Regions from separate parts of the Zea mays genome. Here region 2 is linked to region 1. The links are chromatin contacts, called in public Hi-C maps. All regions are on one chromosome and are shown on one strand. The core of a region is the stretch at or near the end of the contact, and the rest is flanking DNA. Distances in the headings are between cores, read along the strand shown.

Region 1 (2,739 bases), core at 99-2,598:
AAGATTTATGTTGCAGGGTAGTGAGGGCAAAAAAGACGAACATGAAAAGTCACCCGGGAAAAGAGTGCTACCACAAGGGTGGAATGAGACGCTCTTAGCTGATTAATTAGGAAAGCTAGTGTCACTTAATCCTTTCCTGAAAGGGGAAGCGGGATGACGGAGTGCAGGTATAGGGAGGTCCTCGGGGTGGACTGTCTGTAAAGTTTTTCGGACGAGGGATTCCTATATCGCATTCGGGTCAGAATCCGTAGCGGGTTTCTCTCATCTAGTGTAACTTTGTAAACGCCTCGCAGTGGACCCCCTAGCCATTCACCTTGAGAGTGTCTAGGGGTCTTATAAACCCTGGCTAAATGGGAAACCCGTCTTGTGGGTAAAGATGCGCAACCTCTGCAGAGTGTAAAACTAATATATCAGCCATACTCACGGTCATGAGCGGCTCGAACACTCACATGAATAACTTATGTAATTAAACTTAATCTGTCATATGCATTTCATTGGGATAGTATCCACTTATACTTAATATCTGCTAATAAAATTTTGACCAATTTGTTAAAAGCAACGCTCAGCCCTAACCATTCTCTTTGGTAAGCCTTACACTTCACATGAACCACCACCGTAAGTGAGCTCATGCACATTATTCCTCACAACTTGTTGAGTGATGAACGTATGTGAGCTCACTTTTGATGTACTCACCCCCAGGTCAAGGACAGGTACCGTCAAAATAAAGAGCATGAAGGATGTTGCGATAAGTTCGTGAGAGGTCTAGGCTGTTGTCTCCCAGTCAACTATGGTTGTGGAGGATCATTGTCGTCATATGATGTAATTATTTAGTTATTTTATATAGAACCCTATTATGAAATAAAGATGTGACATTCGTTTCTGTAACATGAGTCATCATATATGTGAGACTTGATCCTAACACACATTTGATTTGCGCCCGGATTTACCCTTAAATCTGGGTGTGACAGCGCGCGGGTAAAATGTGCTCGTTTCCATCCCTTAAAACCGTAGCATCATCGAACATCCTGAACAATCCGGTCTATATTTGGTAAGTAGCAAACATCTTTACTTCTGCGAATGTAGTTATGATTAGAAAAACAAACATCATCAGGGGGTAGTTTTTTTTCTCCACCGTTCCTTTTATGCCTGGCCTAATCCTATCCGTACTGTACAGTGGCCAGCGCGCTATCCTTCCTTTCACTCCACTGCCACCGCTGTCCACTGCTGATGTTCCATCCGAATGTTGTGCACGCGAACGTCAAAAAAAAGACCAAGTTGACAAAAATGCAGGTCGTGTGGTAGCCGCCGCTGCCGCCTCGACGCCGGTCGTTCTCTATTCTCTATCTTTTCGCTAGTGCGCTCGTCGCGTTGCCGACCGCTCGCCCCGCCCTGAAACGAGGGAGCTCGGCGACGGCAACTAGGGGGGGCACGGCAGCGAGGCGCGCACGCAGGCCACAGAAACGGGCGGCGCGGACGCAAAGCGAAGGCATCAGCATCCGAGGTAGTAGCAGGCAGGAGACCTATCTATCATTCTATCCATCGCACCGAGTGCGCATCGACACGGCCCACCAGCCGAGCAGTCCAGTCCAGTCTAGTCCACCACAAGTCCCCACAGCCGCAGTAGGAACCGAACCGGCCGAGAGGGAGGCCGGAGGGGGGAGAGCAGCGCAGCGCAGCGCGCGGGGTGGGAGTGGGAGCCGCGGCATGGCGTCCGGCGTGTCGCCGAGCATGGCGCTGGCGCTGGCGGGCTTCTGCTTCAGCCTCATCTTCATCGCCTTCGTCTGCTCCCGCCTCGCCTGCGCGCTCCTCCGCCGCCGCCGCCGCCGGGCCCGCTCGCGCCTCCTCGCCCTCCCGCGCTACTACACCGACTACTCCTTCGCCGCCCACCACCCCGCGCCCGGCGGAGGCGGCGGGCTCGGGCTCGGCCCCGCCGCCGTCGCAGCCCTCCCCACCCGCGCCTTCGCCGCCCGCCCCCGCGGCTCCGCCGCCTCCGACGCCGAGTCCCAGTAAGTACCGGTCCTTCTCCTCCACGCTCCTGTTACCCCGTAGCGTTGCAATCTCGCGCGCGATCGGTTCGTGTCGGGCTCGCTCCAGTCGGTTACGCGCGGGACGGCGCATGGTGGGGGGCGGCGCGTTCGCTGGTCGCTACCGTACCAAATCATATTCAGGGGTGCGCACTGCAACTAGTAGGAAGAAGAGGCTTGTAGTTGCGAGGGCGCCATCGGGCGGGCGGGCGGGGAACGGGATCGCTGTTATGTTTAGATGTTCCGATTTGGAATCCTTTAGATGTTCCGATGGATATCAATGTCACTGTCAGAAACAAGATCAGGCTGTTGTGTTTGTCGGCCATACATACACACTGTTGACATTACTGAGAGGGGTTTGGCGGGGAGAAGCCCTACCAAACAGAATGCGACTTGCTCACTGTGAATGGGGTGTTTGGTTGCTTTAGTCACTCTTCTCCCTAGAAATCCTATTTCAAAGACCTATTTTAGTCACCATGTAAGTTTCGAACTGAACACCCCTTTAGACTATAGTAATACTATACAAGTGAACACAAGTTCTACTGCATCCACACCGGTATGGGGAAACGATGTTTTCACTGATGTAAACAACCGGAACAGATTTATGGGAAAACCATGAATAAACTTACAACCTGTTAGTAAGTGTTTTTTTTGCCGTGTTATTAGGTGTTTCCCCAACATTTTGCCAAGCCTGTGCGCTGCGCGTCTGTGCTTG
Region 2 (2,739 bases), core at 80-2,579, 430 kb after region 1:
GCGTGGACCTTTCTGCGAAAACGACATGACGCGCGCCGCCACATCCTAGCCAAAGCCAACGGATTGGACAAGTGAGCTCAGTGACACCCTGAAGAGACAAACAAGCACACTGCACACCAGCTCCTCTAGCTGCAGACATAATACACGAGACGCTGCAATGAGATGGAGATGGAGTGCATGTCTTACCTCCCCAGTACCCACGATGATGACGTGAGGCGTGAAGCTCCCGCCGGCTGACAGCGCGTACCATTCCCCTGTTGCGTTTGAAAGAACACCGATCAGACAGAGACAGAGAAATGAACACTTTTTATGTCATTTAACTACTAGAAGATCGTGGCCAGTATATAAGAAATTTAGCTAAACCATGCCCAAAGGGTTAGGTCAATTAGGTAATCTGACGACGGGGGGAAAAAATCTCCAAACCACAAGATTGGTGGGGAGCAAGAGGATAAACATTTGAATCGGCGATGAATGCGACAGTGAACAGAAGAAGTGCCGTAGCAGGTGACTGACGGATATTTGACTGTCTCCAGCGTGAAAGAAATGCACATCAAATCACGCTTACTGGACCCCATCCAAGCAATGCAACAGAAATCGACAAGGGGGGGGGGGGGGGGGGGGGGGGGGGGGGGGGGGGGGCAAACGCAGCAAGAAATCCTAGAGCGAAAAAAACGTATAAAAAGGGAAATTTCGGCCGGGGAGAATGCTGACCGAGAGTGGCCAGGATCTGGCGCCTGCCGGAGCCGCGCGGGCGGCCGCGGCGGCGCTCGGAGCTCATGTTGTTGGCGTGCTCGCTCTGGCTCTGCCCGGCCGCCCGCACGCCGCTGTCCCCCGCGGGCTCGCTCGGCATCCCGCCGCCCAGGCTCCAGGCAAGTGGCGCCGCGGTGGCGTCCCCGGCGTGGCCAGCCGCAGCCGGCGGCGGCGACGGCGTGAGGGACGTCGACGGCGACGAGGGGGAGGACTGGTACTGGTACCCCTTGGCCGCTGCCTCATGCGCCTCTGCCATGGCGATGTCTGCCGCTCCGAACATGCCGTGCTGCCCGGATCCATGGCCGCCGCCTGCGGCCACCACCGCGATACCCTCCCTCCCCTCCATCTGCATGTCCAACGCTCTTCTTGGGTTGCAAGTTTGCAACTCGGGACCTTTGCTTGCTGCGCAAATTCCTTCTTGTTCCCGCCTCCTGGTGCTTCGTTTCTTCGCTCGCTTGCACTTGAACAGAGGACGGCGGACACGAACTGAACAGACACCTGGTTCTAGTTTGGGTCTGTGTCCGGTTATACCCAGGTCATCGGGGCTAGGATTTTGAATATGTGCAAACGACAGAAACTGATAAAATAAAAATGAGAGATTTTGGCACAGGAATGGCGGGTTTTTCCTGCCGCTCTCCTCTGCGATCCCCTCCCTCTCTCTCTCTCTCTCTCTCTCCTTTGACCAACCATCTCATAGTTGGACTGCAAAAGTGTCCTGCACTGCAGCCCAACAAAACTTCCCCTTTTTTATTTGAACGGTAAAGAAGCGAATGGGACAAACAGTTTTTCCGATAAATTTTGTTTGATATATACAATAATACGCTCTAAAGAAGAGCAATGTCTGTGAATTGGACAAAAGAGTGGTGATTTTTTAGTAAAAAAATATATTCCGATCTTTATTAGAAATTCATAGGTTCTAAAACTAAACTTTAGTTTAGAGACTAATCTAGTCACTGCACTATTTGGTTCTATAGACTAAACAAGAACTAAACATATTTGCCAGCAGCCTGGGCCAAATATGTTTACTACAGTAGGCAGCTGGGAACGACCGAACAAGCTCGCGCGTGTAAGGGAGTGAAATTTTTGCCCTTTAGTCCCGTTTAGTCCATCTATTAGTTTTGTGTTTGAAAAATTAGAAACTAAAAAGACTAAAAGTTAGAGACTAAACATTAGTCCTATAAAACCAAACAGGTTCTAAAAACTTGAATACTACTCTCATGCTTTTCCTTCGAGTTCTTTTCTTGCATGTTGATAGTAGTATTATTTAAGGAAAGATCCAGCTGGTAGGATAAAAGCAGTCACATCGGGGATTGTACCATACAGTTCATCATCTGAAATTTTTACCACGGCTGCTGCCTTGCTGCTATGGAGTGTCTGCCCAGTTGTCCACACGACCACACACACTGCACAACATCCGATCATCACATATTTGAAATAACATCTTTTAAATAACGATATAATGTTATATAAGGACGGTTATTGATCGTTTTTCGAAACAAGTATTATTTAACAACTGCTATTAAAATACAGAAGTCAACATATAATGTCAGACCATGCACAACCTTATTTAATATCTCGTCTCTTGAATGGTCTGAAGGAGGTTAAATAAAAAAAAGAACGAAGAGTCTTGCGACAGTATTTATGATTTAAAAGTTCAAAGTTATATTATACCGTCTCTTAAATGTCTTTTGTACTTTGGAATCCCTAGGTTCTCTAGGTTATTAAGGTTTAGAAGAACGTTTGTTTGCTTATTTTCAGGAAGTTAAGGTGTGATAAAAAAATACTAATTGTCATATTAGTACCACTAGTGGACCTAATAAAGCATTTCACTCCCCATCTTTCTATGCAGCCTAGCCAATGTTCCTCCTTTTTTTTTGAACCTTCGAACACACGCAAAAGGCCAGATTCTCGTTACTTCCATTATTTCTCAATATTAAAAAAAAAACTCTAGGAGAGAAAAACAGTGCAGAAAATTTTACTTGTATAAAC

Evidence for each region. A called contact is a pair of places that touch in the nucleus more often than the background predicts.
Region 2: a contact with region 1 is called in a Hi-C map of bundle sheath, with 2.8 times the contacts expected there. The contact joins the promoter of LOC107303347 here to the promoter of LOC100274339 in region 1. A contact is called at or near these places in 3 of 25 Hi-C or Micro-C datasets (bundle sheath, ear and endosperm).

What each region holds. Positions count from the first base shown.
Region 1 is chr2:148,333,262-148,336,000 of Zm-B73-REFERENCE-NAM-5.0, forward strand. It overlaps LOC100274339 (putative RING zinc finger domain superfamily protein), which reads left to right and starts at 1,349. Exons shown (of 2, transcript NM_001148700.1): 1 at 1,349-2,006. The coding sequence starts at 1,705.
Region 2 is chr2:148,763,019-148,765,757 of Zm-B73-REFERENCE-NAM-5.0, forward strand. It overlaps LOC107303347, which reads right to left and starts at 1,330. Exons shown (of 5, transcript NM_001367267.1): 1 at 712-1,330; 2 at 187-254; 3 at 1-45. The coding sequence starts at 1,102.